Linked DNA regions of Sus scrofa: region 2 is linked to region 1. The links are chromatin contacts, called in public promoter capture Hi-C maps. All regions are on one chromosome and are shown on one strand. Each heading gives the region's core, a stretch centred on a gene start, on an enhancer-like site or on the middle of the called end of the contact. The rest is flanking DNA. Distances are from core to core; before and after follow the strand shown.

Region 1 (7,860 bases), core at 2,425-4,924:
ACTGCTTTAAAGGCCATTAAAAATATAATCATCAGTTTTCTAGTCTAGTAGAATGTTGCTTAACTCTTGAATTTGGATGTGTGTTTCCTTCTTCAGATTTGGGAAGTTTGGGCCATTATTTTCTCAAAACAAACATTGTCCCCATCTCTCTTCTGGAAGTTCCATGATGCATATATTGGTCTGCTTGTTCAAGTCCCATAAGTACCTTAGGCTCTCTTCACCTTTTCCTTTCGCTTCTCTGACTGGATAATTTCAAATGGCCTAACTTCCTCTTTGTTGATTCTTCTGCTTGATCAAACCTGCTGTTGAATCCCTTGAGTGAGTTTTTTAGCTCAATTATTGTATTCTTCAATGCCAGAATTTGGCTTTTTGTTGTTGTTGTTGTTGTTGTTAATAATTTCTCTCTTTGTTCATATTCTCATTTTGTTCATGCATCATTTTCCTGATTTCATTTAGCTGTCTGCATTCTCTTATAGATCATTGAGCTTCTTTGAAACCATTATTTTGAATTATTTGTCGGGTTATTCTTAGATCACTTCCTTGGAGTTGGTTTCTGGAAATTAATTTCATTCCATTGAATGGGCCATGCTTCTCTGTGTGCCTTCTGATTTTTGGCTGAGTTCTATGCATTTGAAAAAACAGCCACCTCCTCTAGCTTTGACAAGGGAAGACCTGCACCGATCAGCCCATTTATAGATTCTGGGGGCCTCTGGAACTTTTCTGGAGGGACACAACTCTGGGCTTGTGTGTGTGATTTGCTAGAGAGGGTTGCCATTTTCTTTTTCAGGCACTCATGATCTCTTTCTCCCTCTGGTGTCCATCTGCAGTACTGCAGGTTCTTTGGTGCTAGAGGAGGAAGCCACCCCACTGTCCTTTTTTCTCATTGTCCCCCAGGCACCCAAAGTACATCAACAGGCCAAGTCAGGCAAGACACAAACCAGTCATTTGGGCAGCCATCCAGAAAGCTGGAACACCAGATGCACACACTTCTTCCTCCCTCCCAAGGATGAAGCTTCAAGTTGGGCACCTTCCCCTGATTGTGCAGAGCCACACCAGCCTATGTCTGGGGCACTGCAGACCCTCGGGTGCCAAACCAATGCCAGTTCCATCAGCACTCCAAATCCGGCAAAGAGGAACCAGTCACTCGGGCAGCTCTCAAAAAGTTGGAACCTGGGAGAATTTTCCATTCTCTTTCCTCCTACTCTTCATGATGGGGAAACTGAGCTAGGGACAAAGCTCTGCTAGCCCAGGGGAGGGGCATGACTGTTCTCAGCTTTGCCCAGGGTGCTGAAACTTCTTAATTTGCTTCTAAAGTACTCACAAAAGTGTTGTGGTCCATATATTAGTTGTTTTTTCTGTTTGTTCTTATTATGGCCCACCCCTGGCATATGGAAGTCCCAGGAGCTGTGATTTGTGCTGTAATTGCAGCAGTGCCAGATCCTTTAACCCACTGTGCCAGGCCAGGGGGTCGAACCCGTGCCTCCCTAGTGACCCAAGCCACTGCAGTCAGATTCTTAACCCACTGTGCCACAGTGGGAACTCCTACACTTGTTAAGTCAGTGTCTCTGTCAGGGCACTTCCTAGTCCTCCACCTCATTGACATCCCCCTGGGGATGTTGCCTAACTCTTACAACCTGAGTTTCAATATTGTGATGCCTGGTTGTGAAGGAATGATAGCTCATGTACTTTTAATGTGAGCTGATCACAACATAAGGATGAAAACAGTCCATAGCCTTGAGAAAATTTAGCCCACTGACAATACAGATGGTTAAGTAAATATTTGTAATACCTTGTGACTTAGGCATCTGTTATAGAATAAGCATTAGAAGATCAGTGAATGAAGGGAGGCTGGAGAAAGTTGCATCAAGAAAAAAGAATCAGGAGTTCCCGTCATGGCACAGTGGTTAACGAATCCGACTAGGAACCATGAGGTTGCGGGTTCGGTCCCTGCCCTTGCTCAGTCGGTTAACGATCCGGCGTTGCCGTGAGCTGTTGTGTAGGTTGCAGACGTGGCTCGGATCCCGCGTTGCTGCCCTGGCTAGGCCGGTGGCTACAGCTCCGATTCAACCCCTAGCCTGGGAACCGCCATATGCCGCGGGAGCGGCCCAAAAAATAGCAACAACAACAACAAAAGACAAAAAAAAAAAAAAGAATCAGAGTTGGCCTTGATAAGAGAACTCTTGTGTTCATAAAATATCTATTCCAAAAACCCTCAAAAGTCAAAGAAAAGGCATTGATAATAAAGCAAGGAGGTTATGTGGTTACAGATAATTAGACTCAACACTAGAAACTACAGTGAGAAAAGGAGGTTCAATTACCAAAGAAATATGCAGAAACTAGGTTAGAGTTTTAAAAAATTAAGGGTGATATTTGCCATCTATTATAATTGATTTTTAATGTTTGTTAATCACAATTAACATTTACTAAGTACAAGTAACATTGTGCTGATGGTTTAACATGCCAAGTCCTTCCTCCTCACAATATCCCTGAGGTAGGTGCTGTAATTATTTTACAGATGAGAAAACTGAGGTTTGTAGAGTTAAGTGATTTACTTAGCTAGTGAGGGAAAGTAGCACAGTTTTGACTCCACAGTCTTTGTTCTGAGCCACTGTGATCATTATAAATACTCTTAGCTCCAAGAACAAAAATATGATCTAAAGTTTGTTTTTCACATATAAGAAGTCCAGAGGAGTTAGCCTAAGGCTGTTATCTTGGAGCTGTCTTCAAGGAACCCTGTGCTTTCTCTCACCCTGTTGTCTTTAATGTATGCTTCTGACCTCACACCAAAGTCACAACACGGCTGCCATGTCCCTAGGCCTTGTATTGCCTTACACAGGAAAAGAAGGTAAGGTCAAAGTCAAAAGCCTTTCAGAGAAGCCTTACCTTTCTATCCAAGAGAGAAGCCCTCTGAGATTTCAGCCCACATTTCATTGGCCAGCTCTAGCAGCAAAGAAGGCTAGGAATTTGAGAGTTTTTTTCCCAGGCTTTACAAAATAAAAGGCAGGGTAGAGAGAGGTGGGTGGGTGCTGAGTGGGCCTACTTAAATAGCACATGCACAAAAGAGCCTGAACAATCACTGGGCTCAATTACACACTTGATGAAGTATGAGTTACTAAGCCTCATAGAGAAGGTTCACATGATCCAGTTCGTCCTTTTCATTCTGATATTTCTTGTTCTCTTAGAGTCAAACTTGATTTTTTTGCCCTTACTCAACAGGTACTTTGAAGTTTCCTAGATATACCCCACATGGTACACCCAGGATGCCTGCATTCTGCCACTAAATATGTATTAGTGTCAGACTGTGTATGACAAAATAACCATATCTTAAAAACACACGAGGATTTTTGTTTCCGTCCCTCAAAACAATCCAGGTCAAGGGCCAGGAAGAAAAGCTCCAGTACCTTCGATGACCCAGATTCTTTCTGTTTTGTTGCTAACTTCCACATGAAATGTCTGGCTCGTCCAATCGTGAATGTCCCCAGAGCTGCATATAGTCATTGCAAATAAAAGAGAAGGGTTTAGGTAAATTTGGTGAAGAAAATGATTTCCACATTCTAAGAGAGCAATAAGATGCTTTTCCACTTTTCACTAAGTACTTGGAGTTAACAGTTCTACCTTAGCCCCACTAGATGGCAGCATATAACATATAAAGTATGTGCATGTGCGTGCCCTTTTCTAAAAACTGGAGCAGTCTTAACTACAAATCCCAGGATGCATTATTGGGTACATGACTTCCTTCTGCACAAAGGTCTTAAGTTTGTTGTGCGCAGTGCAGTGTGATTTGGAGGACGCCATCACTTTGCCGCTCTAAAGTAAGATATTTATGTTTTAAGTGAAACTTGGAACTGGGAAAAGAAGAGGTTTAATTGTCAGATATCTATTACTTTGTTCTGCGCATTACTTTTCAAGATAATTTTAGTAAGAATCAGGATAGGGATGGGTTTTTAACAGGTTTGAAACTCAGAGTTGCCAAAGAAGAGAGGATTTTATAGTGTCTGTAAATGGGGGTTTTTTTCCTGGCTAATGAAGATAGAGTTTCTGAAAACTCTGTTTGTGTCTCTGCTAATCAAAAATTAACACCTTGGGAGTTACGGTCAAGGTGCAACAGAAACGAATCCGACTAAGAACCATGAGGTTGCAGGTTCGATCCCTGGCCTCAATCAGTGGGTTAAGGATCCGGCATTGCTATGAGCTGTGGTGTAGGTAGCAGACTCAGTTTGGATCTGGGATTGCTGTGGCTGTGGTATAGGCTGGCGGCTGTAGCTCTGATTCATCCCCTAGCCTGGAACCTCCATATGTCACAGGTGCGGCCCTAAAAAAGCAAAAAAAAAAATAAAAAAATAACACTTTGATTCCAAAATTTAGAGTAAGAAGTCTATCTTGTCTGGTTTTCACATTGTATTTACTGAAAGTTTCCTCATCTCACCAAATGATTGCACTCGTTTTTTCAAGTAAATCCATTTTAGTGTGATTCTGCAGTTTTATCTAGTAGTAAGGCTTTGGCTCCAAAATCTGGTCCCAGAAAGACAGAGAGGACAGCTAGGGGGAGGTTTTCAGAGTGAGTAAAAGGACTGCTCTTTGCTTCAGCAGTTGTTTAGTAAGTGCTTCTCAGGGTGTCAAAGATTCCCAGGGAAACCTTTGGCATTTGCCTCCACAGTGCCATGGGCCAAAAGTCACTAATAACAGTAGCGTAAAATAACTTTTTAATACAACATACTCAAGATTGGGGGAGGGAAGATTAATGGGGGGGGGTCTCTTACTTCCTAAGTTATTGAATACATTTCTCAATGCTTACCCTGTTTTAAGTGAAAATATATACTCGTATATGGGAAAAAAAAAAAGTAAAAATTCATTTCATCAGAGTAGGTCAGGCACTGTGAAAGACCAGCTTCCCCGTCAACACAAGAACATCGGTGAAGTCGTAAACTCGTCGCTGGAGTCAGTTCTGGGACGCATTGTTAGTCCGGGGCCCTCTGAGAAGCTGACTCCAAGACAGAGTTAAACACGCCTGGGTTTTATTAGGGGAAATGTGGGGTGAGAGAAAATGAGGGAACCAGATAAGGCTCGGAGCGCCGATGAACCACGAGGGCAGTGGGCCGGCAAAGGAAGGAGCGTGGGACGCCGGGCTGGGCTGATGGGCGCATCCTGCGGGGTCCTGCAGTTTCTGGGAGGGTCCATGAGGCCGGCGGGAGGGACTCGGTGTGTCCCAGAAATAGGTCTGGCTTAGTATTGAGGCCGCTCTCCGACACCAACTGGAAATGACCAGGGGGAAGTAGCCTCGGCACAAACTCAGCGATGGGTTTGAGAGCGCAGCGCCGGCCTCCTGGTCGGTTACCGGGTCCCTGTTCTACAGGCTCCTGGTGCCGCGTGGGGTTTAGAGAGTTCCGCTGGGTGTGCGAGGACCGCAAGAGGAACACCAGGACCGCAGGTCTTCTCGCTCGAACCCACAATCAAGAGGCCTCAGTATGAATTCACAGCCGTGAAACTCTGGGCAAAACACATTATCTCTTTGAGGTTAGTGCGCTGGTGACCAAGCCCTGTGTCATCTCTTAAACAGTCCCCCTCCACCCCTGCTCTCCATACTTGCTGTTTCTCCACCAATCTCTGCGCTACTGAAGCCCAGAGCTTGGAAGGAAACCTCCCTGCTCACACCTGCTGGCTCCGTCCCTAGACTGTTCTCCACGTGAGCTTTCTAGAATGTACACCTGATCGTGTCATGCTCTTTCCATAAATCCTTTCGTGCCCATTGCACAGAGGAGTAACTAGCTCTCAGCCTGGAGAGCTTGAAAGCCAGAGCACACTGGGTAGGGCAAAGTCAAGTTTGGCCAAAGAGAGCAGAGAGATAAGTTCAAAAGATGTGACTGAATCACAAGAGCCATCCAGGCAAGGCTGCTAGCTACCTGTACTTTATCAGGCAGGTAACTGAGCAGACTGTGGAGGTTATTTTGTACATGAACAAAACTCCTACTCTTAGCCTCTGCTGCCAGAGCTGACCAATGAACATAGGCTGGAATTTCTAAGAAGGGCTTCCTTCTTCAATAGAAAGGCGAGGCCTCCGCAAGACTTTTGGCCTTTGCTCCTTTCCTTCTTTTTGCCTGGAACACAGATCTGATTGGACATAGCAGCCATTTTCTGCCTGGTGTGTGGTCAGAGACACACTAAGAACCAAAGGGTGAGAGAAGGGACCTGGTTCCTTGCAGACAGCCTCATTTGACCATCATTTGACTCTTCACTTTTCCTCGTCACTAGCCATTCCTCTCACCCTGAATCTACAATCCAAATGCTGGCCAAATATCTCCTGCACATCACATTTCCCCCATGTCAGAATTTCTCAGTCCTCGCTTTAAAAATTACTGATTGTGTCTGTTGAAGTGTTCCTACCGAATGCTTCAACTTTAAAGAAGATCAACAGTGTTGGCGAGTGGAATGTTCACACAGCAAGAGTCAGGAGGCCTGAGTTTAGTTTCTGGCTCGGCTGGTTGACCAGTCCTGTACCGTGGGCAATTCACATCAGTTCTCTCATCTGTAAAATGGGGGCATTGGACATGGTCTGACTTTCCAACTCTTTTTTTTTTTTTTTAATGATTTTCTGAGGACAACTGTGAAATCTTCCCAAGGGTTATGAAAAAACACAGACAATTAATAGTGCAAACCCCAACAAAGTTTCCAAGAGAAGACGGAAGCAGCAGCCCCAGACAGTCAGGACACATCGGGGCACGACCGTGTATCAGTGTGTGCAGGAATGGAGTCCCTCTAGGGCGGAAGGAAGGACTCCACTCCTGCTCTCTCGGCACCAGAGGCTGTCCTCTTGGGGAACTGAAGGAGTCTAACAGGGGATTAGAGGCTGATGTCTGTCTGTCACCAGTTAGCCCTACAGTGGGTTTTTCATAGCAAAGCTAGCACTGAAAGAAGGCATTCTCGGAGAATGATGGGAATATTCTCAAGTGGTGGAAATATTTGTACAGCAGTACTGTCTTTGGGTTCTTAAAGGAGGGCATTGAACTCGTCCTTCTAGATGTTACTGCACACGGCCATGCCTACAGTAAAAGCCATTAATAACACACCTTCGTGTTAAACCACAGGTTCAATTATGGGTCGACTTGATGGGAAGGTCATCATCCTGACAGCCGCTGCTCAGGGGATCGGCCGGGCAGCTGCCTTGGTAAGTTATCTCCTGTTATTTTCTTGCTAACTTTTGAGGTATTGAATTGTGTGGACAGATTCCATGGTCATTTAATCCGCTCTTTTTTTTTTTTTTTTTCTTTTGTGCGTCTGTTGTCTTAAGTTGAAAAAAGAAGGTAGCGACTCCTGACCCCACATAGATGAAGGAATGAATATACTTGACATGCTTATTAGGCGACATCACTAATCAACTTGGACTCTGAGAAACTTACCTCTCTGCCTCAGTTTCTCTGCACCATAATACATTTACTGCAGGGGTCCTACAGGAGTGCACAGCTTTCTGAAATTATGTCCATTCAGATATAGAACTCCAGAGTTATGAGACTATCAATTTACTTGAAAATTTGAGATTCCACGTATTTTATAAGGAAACGGCAATGAAAATAAGATAAGAGGGAAAGGCTAAATGACTTTCAGTCATGAGAGTGGTTTAACCAAGTAAACAAAGGATTTATTTGTGCATTGTGTCTACCAGGCTTTTGCAAGAGAAGGTGCCAAAGTCATAGCCACAGATATCAATGAGTCCAAACTTCAGGAACTGGAAAACTACCCAGGTAAGCAACTCAACAGCTTGAACCTGCGATTCAGAGTCTACAAGGGATTATAAAGTGTTAGTAGTACTGACATGTTGAAAAAAAATTCCTTAGCTGTTCAATTCTACTGGCCCGATTCTACAAA
Region 2 (7,860 bases), core at 3,585-6,084, 82 kb after region 1:
AACAAGAGATTGAAGAACAGTATGATAAGTGCTAGGATGCAGGAAGTGTGGGGTTGCCAGGGAGCTCATAGCAGGAGCACCCATCAATCCAGGGGAGGTGCGGTTTAGGCAGAGCCTCTAGAGAAAGTAAGATCTTGACCAGGACTTGGGGGATGATTAGCAAAAGGCACGTGAGGCTGAAGGGTGGTACAGTTAGTGCTGGTTCCCACGTTCGCCGGTAGATTTTCTCCATGTAATAGGCTTTGAATACTTATTAACTAATGCAAAACATAGTCAGTATTTGTAAGGAAATGAGAATGTTGTTATAAACATTCAAGGCCCCAAAGAAGAATTAGAAGTGGAAATTCCGTGGAAATCATCGAGGAGCCCCGTAAGCCACTGCCAAGAGCCTGTTCCATTTTTCAGAGCATGTGGTGACTTCCTTCCTACCTCTCCTCGGTGGGCAGCCACCGACCAAATCTCTATGGCTCTCTGTCCAGTTGTGGTCTCTGCAGGGCTCCCTGTGAAGTCTCACGTTTGTCACCACATTGTAAGTCACAGCTGTTGTCTTGGTTGGTAATCTCAGAGTTAACGATGCGGAGGGATGACAGGCCAACCAAACTTAGCCCACCCCAACCAGCGATAGAATCCACTACCCTAACCTCCAGGTGCCTGAAAGAAGGATGTAGTACCTTATACATACGTCTGTCAGATACTTACAGTGCCTTTTTCAGTTTGTTTGTATGTTTGTCTCCTATTAAATTAACCCCTGAGGAGTGGGAGCCATATCTTAGTTACCTTTGAATCCTTAGCACTATGCGCAGGGCATGGAGCACCGTGGACACTTAATAAATGTTTATCCACTGAAACAGTGAGGAGATTCTCTTCCAGTGTCAGAAAACTACCTGTCCCACAACAGTTTAGATCTTGGTCAGTTTAATCTATCTTGGTCTCCTCGGGCTCCTACCACAATGTACCATAGATTGAGTGGCTTAAACAACAGATATTCACCTTCTCATAGTTCTGGAGGCTGGAAGTCAGGCATGAGGGTTGCCAGCATGATTGGGCGCTGATGAGGGCTGTCTTTCTAGTGTGCTGGTAGCCTCCTTCGCACTCTGTCCTCACAAAGTGGGGGAGGAAATGGGGATGGAGGAACATATGCAAGCTCTCTGGTGTCTTTTCTTAAAACATTACCAATCCAGAGTTCCCGTTGTGGCCCAGCAGGTTAAGAAGCCAACACAGTGTCCGTGAGGATGCAGGTTCAATCCCTGGCCTCACTCAGTGGGTTAAAGATCCCACGTGGCCACAAGCTGGCTCGGATCTGGCATTGCTGTAGCTGTGGTGTAGGCTGGCAACAACTCCCGACTCAACCCCTAGCCTGGAAACTTCATATGCTTGTGTGGCCCTTAAAAAAAAAAATTACCAGTCCACCGTGAGGGTAGCTTCATGACCTCATCTAATCTAATTACCTCTCAAAGGTAAATTTCCAAATATCATCACGTTGGGAGTTTTGGCTTCAACCTATGAAATTGGCGGTGAGCGCAGGTAGGACACAATTTAGTTCACAGCAAGCGTGTCATACTTCCAAGGACAGGGCTAAACAGTGTCAATTCATGTTCTTCAATACCCTTTTTTTCCTAGAGTCAGTGCCATCCATCTCCCCACTGAGGAGTTTGTTTTTAGGCAGACTGATTAGGTTTCAACTCTTTCGTTTCACATTCCAGTGTTTTTCTCTCGGGTATTAACTCCATATAACTTGATTGGATTTGAGTATCGCTAAAATGTCCTCAGTTATGTTTGCAAATGATCTCATAGTTTCTTTAAAGATAGTATTGATTATTTTTGTCTGATTACAAAAAAATACATTTTCATTGCAGAAAATTTAGAACACAAAAGTACAAGAAAGAAAACAAATTGCTTTTAATGTAAACATCCATTTTATTTGATTCTTTTAAATTTTACTCTTGCAGTTCTGGGAGACAGCTTATTTTCAGAAAGATATATCATCCACTGAATTAGTTGGGTGAAAGGCAACATAAATACTTTATATTTGACTTCTGTGAAGATAAATAGATTGAATAATTTTTATTGTATATAATGAATGCTTAGTCTTCCAAAATATGATTTATTCTTCTGTAAACACTCAAATATTCATTTTGCAATGAATAAAACAGACAAATATCTGCCTTTATGGAGCTTATGTTCTAAAATCCATTCATTCACTCACTCTAAATATACTTGTAACTTGCCTACTATGTGCCAGTTATGCTGGGTGCTGGGAAGTACAGTGATGAAAAAGATATTCAGAGATTCTGTTTGGTGGAACTTGAATTCTAGTGGGAGAGGGACTGATGGGAATACAAATATGAATAAGACATGATACTTGCTTTCAAGAACCTTACAAGGAAATAAAATATGTACAAATATCTGTAATCTAAATACATGATTCAAAACTGTTGTCAGTGAGAACTTCTTGAAGGAAGTGAGACTTGAAGAGTGGATATGATTTGGATTGTTGAGTCGATATTAGGGAGGTGAAGAAGGGAACAGCTAGATGGAGGGCTGGCATATTAGCAAAGTTTGAAAATGAAGCATGGAGTACAGTAAAGCCTGGCATTTAAAGTTGATAAAGAGAATTAGTGATAGGTTGGACTGTTAAAGTTGGCACTTAAATCATACCAAATAGATCACTGGCCAAAGTTCTACTTTTATTGAAATTATTTCAGAAGTACAGAACCATTTATATAGAAAATATTTTGGGGGGAGTTCCCGTCGTGGCACAGTGGTTAACGAATACGACTAGGAACCATGAGGTTGCGGGTTTGGTCCCTGGCCTCGCTCAGTGGGTTAAGGATCCGGCGTTGCCGTGAGCTGTGGTGTAGGTTGCAGATGCGGCTCGGATCCCGCGTTGCTGTGGCTCTGGCATAGGCTGGCAGCTACAGCTCCGATTCGACCCCTAGCCTGGGAATCTCCACATGGCGTAGGAGTGGCCCAAGAAATAGCTAAAAAAGATTAAAAAAAAAAAAAAGAAAAAGAAAATATTTTTGAATCTACTTTCATATCACTTGGTGAAAACTGCTCTCATGAAAAGGTTCTCTTTGCTCCTCAAAAGTTTTTGCTTTTAATGGCATTTACAAATATTACCAATTTAATTATTTTAACTTATTTTTTATTTTTTTTTTACCAGAAAAGAGGCTTTGGATGTTTCTCTAGATGTTTTTCAAGTGATTATTATTACATTTGCACCATATTGTCTTTAAATCAGTGGACATTATTTTTAAATGTTTCAGAACACCATATTTCTGTATGAATGTTCTATATGAATAATTTAGTCCTGTTTAACAAATGGAAATTGCTTCATGCCATTTTGGGAGCAAGTAATAGCACATGTTTCAGTTGACTACTCTAAATTAAATATGGCCCAAGCCCTCTGACCTGGTCAGAATTCCAAAACTCATGTTTGTTAATGTGCCCTCCATTTTCCTTAAAAGGAAAGGATTTGACCTCCAGCACTGTATTGCATATGGGGCACAGAGCAGAGCCCTGGAGGCCGTCAGACTCCTCTCAAAGGTCCTTCTTCCCAGTATCCTTGGGGATCTACTTGTTTTTTCCTTACCTACCATGAGAACAAAGCATTTCCTTAACCCTGTAATCACAAAAAACTGTGAGCTTTCCTAAAACAAGAGAGAAAATGACTCAGTCCTTTCTGAGCTGTCTACACCATGCTGAAGGTAGGAGGAGGTTACAGTAAAAAAGAATCTCTTGGAGTTCCCTTCGTGGCGCAGTGGTTAATGAATCCGACTAGGAACCATGAGGTTGCGGGTTCGGTCCCTGCCCTTGCTCAATGGGTTAACGATCCGGCATTGCTGTGAGCTGTGGTGTAGGTCGCAGACGCGGCTCGGATCCTGTGTTGCTGTGGCTCTGGCGTAGGCCAGTGGCTACAGCTCCAATTTGACCCCTAGCCTGGGAACCTCTATATGCCGCGGGAGCGCCCCAAGGAAATAGCAAAAAAAAAAAAGACCAAAAAAAATAATAATAAATAAAATTAAATTAAATTAAATTAAAAAAAAGAATCTCTTATTCAGTCACCCAAGAAAGAGTTGTAATTTGAGTCATATCTTAAATGATAAATAAGGAGAAAAGGAGCACTCCCGCTCCCGATAGAATGACTTTAGAAAAAACATGAAGGCAAGGAGGAATACAGTGTGTGCAGGAGAAGAGGTTGTTTGGAGTATCAGGAGAAAAAAATAGAAAAGGTCAGTTTGACTTTCTAAGTTTGGACTTTCTCCAATAACAGTTGTTTTCATCTGTTTTAGCAAGCTTGGGGATTCCATTAGAGGAAACTTGAAGACCACCTATGGGAATGAGAACCCAAAGCTTCTGGGACCATCTTTAAAAGAGCAACTCTGCTTTCCTTTGTTTCATATGAAAGGTTCCACCTAAGATTTCGTGCGAGGGAAAAAAAAAAAAAGGTTTATAGTGATAACAGGATATTGAGTGTTTACTTTGTATCAAGTCCTGTTCCAGACACTTGCCACGCATCAGTTCTTTTAGTCTCACAACACCACCACATCCTTTACAGATAAGAAAACCGAAGCTTGGGTAGATTATGTGGTCCCATAGCTATAAAGTGGCAGTGCTAAACTTTAACTCAGTCGTGACCCCAAACGCCAAGCTCTGTTAAGACTGCATTAATTTTGTTTTGATTTGTCTTTTTGCTTATTAGGGCCACACCTGTGGCATATGGAAGTTCCCAGGCTAGGGCTTGAATCAGCAGGCCTATGCCACAGCCACAGCACCATGGACCCCGAAAGCCACGTCTGCGACCTACACCACAGCTCACAGCAACACCAGATGTTAACCCACTATGGGAGGCCAGGGATCCAACCAGCATCCCCATGGATACTAGCCCTGTTGGTAACCTGCTGAGCCACACCTGGGAATTCCCAAGACTGCACTAAATTTAAGACGATTTAAGGAGCAACATGACGTGAGTTTTGACGTTACAGGGGTCGACTGTATCCCTGGACTCCTACAACAATATTGGTCTACAGTTGATCAATATTCAGAAGAGATACGGAAAGAAAAGGGCTGAAGAGACTGAAAACAACACCAGGCGGACCCAGTGAACCATAGTGCCCTCTAGCTTCCCAGATGGGGGCGGACCACGACCAATTAAACGCGTCAGCCCCGCCCCTCCAGCTCCGCCCCGTTGCTATTAGCCCCGCCCCTCGCCCGGCCACGCCCCTCTCCCGGCCCCGCCCAGACGCCGGCGTCCGAGCTGCCCACCGCGCGCTCCGAGGTCCGGCGGCGTTTGCTCCAGAGCTGCTCGAGATTTTCGCGGCGGTTGCTGGGCGTAAGGGCCGCGCCCGGGGTCGTGGAGGATGCCGAAGGAGTGGTAGGTATGGCCCAGTTTTCTGTACTCTCACCTTGGGCCCAAGTCCCGCAGCCTTTTCCTCCGTTAGTTCAGAGGCGCGTCCATCTGCCCCTTTACCCGGCGCTGGGGAACCAGCCACAGATCTTTTTCTCCCTCTCCCTGACTGGGTTCTCTCCTCCCTCACCCCACATCTCTCTTCTTTAGTCTCTCCCTTCCTCCTCCGTTTCTTTCTCTCATTTTCCCGGCATTCGCAAGGAAGAAGGAAGAGGTCAGAAAAGACTGAGTGAAAAGTTAGTTTTATTAACCGCAGACATTCACCGGTGCCGATATTAACCGGTAAATATCTACACATGAAACTTCGTGAGCTCCGGTGGTTGGAGATGGGTTCCAGGATTGATCCTGGGAAGGCTCACCTGCCTCCTCACAGGGCTCTCGCCTCGCCTATTTCTTTCAGCTTTATCACGGTGGACAAGCGCTTTAGATTGGTGCTTTCGAAGGGTCGAGGACAGTTGTACAGGTACCATGTGTCAGGCTTATCATTCAGGAGCCCTTATAAGAGTTGTACAGGCCCAAACCTGGTCACTGACGCCGCTCGGTGTGTGTCCTATAGTCGATGAAAAATCAGATGGGGTATTGGAGGGGGATGATTGGCTTGGGTGGCACCAAAAGAGGTCACACCCCACTCCCTAACGTTAATAGGGATCAGTGGTATTGTTATTTGTGCAACGGAGGTGTGGGAAATTAACACCTATTACTATCACAGATAAAGAATTCGTGCACCCGACTTTTTAGTCACCATGTGACTACAGAAAGGGTATTCCTATTTATTACCTCCCTTGAGTACTAGAATTTATTATACTGTTGACTTTTGTCAGTTGACTCTCTTAAGCTCCTGCCCAGTACCAGACAAAAGGAAAGAGGCAGGAGCAGTAATAGCAATTTATAAAGTAACATTTTTATAGCACTTCCCATTTTGTATATTTTCATATCGTCTTGTTTATACACCCTGTAAGATCGAGTTGGTTAACAGAACACCATTTTACTGACGAGGGAACTAAACACTGATATTGAGCAGTGGCTGGAAGATAGTACAATATAAGTTCAGAAAATATTTATTGAAAGAATAAATGGATGAGAATTTAAGGAGCCATGCCTTATTCGCTTTTGTATTGTCTATACTCAGAACTAAGTCGAGCAATAGTAAGCCCACAGCTGTGAGTTGGAGACGGTGAGTGGCTTGGTCAGGGACAGGAACTCATCAAGTATTTTTAGGGAATCTGCTGTTTTGCCAGGCATTGTGAATGCAGTGGTTAAAATAGACGGGCAAAATCCCTGTTCTCATGGAGCTTAAGTTGTAGCAAAGACAGAAAATAAACAGGTAAACGATATATGAACAAGGAGATTTTGGATAGTGGTGAGTGCAGTGAAGACGTAAAACAGTATGAAGTGAGAGGAACTGAGGGAGGGGTTACTTTAGATTGATTAGGGAATGCCTCTCCGAAGAGCTGACATTTCTGCTGAGACCCCAGTGATATAAAAAAGCCAACCATGGAAATATTTGGGATCAAAGCATTGCAGGTAAAGGAAACTTCTGTTGTAAAAGCCCAAGAGAGGAAAGAACTTGATTTTTTAAAAGACCATCAAAAACACCATCACTGGAATGCAGAGAAAGTGGTATAAGATGAGTTTGGAGAGATAGGTAGGGGCCAAAGCATGTTGGGCTTTGAATCTACTGTGGAGATCTACCCATGGGATAAGTTTGGAATTTATTTAAAGTGTGATGAGAAGCCAGTAGGAAGTGTTTTGGAAGGGAGTAATATAATTTGATTTATTGTAAAAAGGTTCATTCCACGTGTTATGTGGTGAATGGGTTAAAAGGGGTGGAAAGCAAGATTAGTAGCAGAAGACACTTGGAGGAATCCAGGAAAGAATGACCACAATTTTGGCTGCAGTGATGTAAACATGGATGGATGTGATATATATTTGGTGGCAGGCCCTAGCAACTTGGAGATGTTTTAAATATAGGGGTGAGAAAAAGAGAGAAGCTCCTAGGTTTTTGTCTTAGCTTTAGTGGATGGTTGTGCCATTTACTGAATGGAAAAGACTAGATAAGAAATGTATAGAGGGGGGAGTATTTTTTTTTTTGTTCACCTTAAGTTTGATATGCTTATTAAAATCTACAATAGGAGTACCCCATCGTGGCTCAGTGGTTAACGAATCTGACTAGGAGCCATAGGGTTGCGGGTTCGATCCCGGGCCTTGCTCAGAGGGTTAAGGATCTGTCATTGCCATGACCTGTGGTGTAGGTCTCAAGACGCTGCTCGGATCCCGTGTTGCTGTGACTGTGGCGTAGGCCAGTGGCTACAGCTCGGAATTCGACCCAAAGCCTGGGAACCTCCATATGCTGCAGGCGCTGCCCTAAGAAGACCAAATAAATAAATTAATTAAAATAAAATAAAATCTAAAATAAGTTCTGAGTCTTTAGTTCTGTATGCAGGACCAAA

Evidence for each region. Promoter capture Hi-C pulls out the DNA fragments that hold promoters and counts their contacts.
Region 2: a promoter capture Hi-C map of liver shows a contact between it and region 1, with 5 times the contacts expected there. The contact joins the promoter of SLC9B1 here to the promoter of BDH2 in region 1. A contact is called at or near these places in 1 of 5 promoter capture datasets (liver) and 5 of 47 Hi-C or Micro-C datasets (embryonic fibroblasts, fetal heart ventricle, liver and 1 more).

Annotation. Positions count from the first base shown.
Region 1 is chr8:117,966,239-117,974,098 of Sscrofa11.1, forward strand. It overlaps BDH2 (3-hydroxybutyrate dehydrogenase type 2), which reads left to right and starts at 3,675. Exons shown (of 10, transcript XM_003129285.5): 1 at 3,675-3,812; 2 at 7,083-7,162; 3 at 7,658-7,736. The coding sequence starts at 7,091.
Region 2 is chr8:118,047,257-118,055,116 of Sscrofa11.1, forward strand. It overlaps SLC9B1 (sodium/hydrogen exchanger 9B1), which reads left to right and starts at 4,835. Exons shown (of 13, transcript XM_013989374.2): 1 at 4,835-5,377. SLC9B2 (mitochondrial sodium/hydrogen exchanger 9B2) reads left to right here. Exons shown (of 11, transcript XM_021100729.1): 11 at 1-2,174.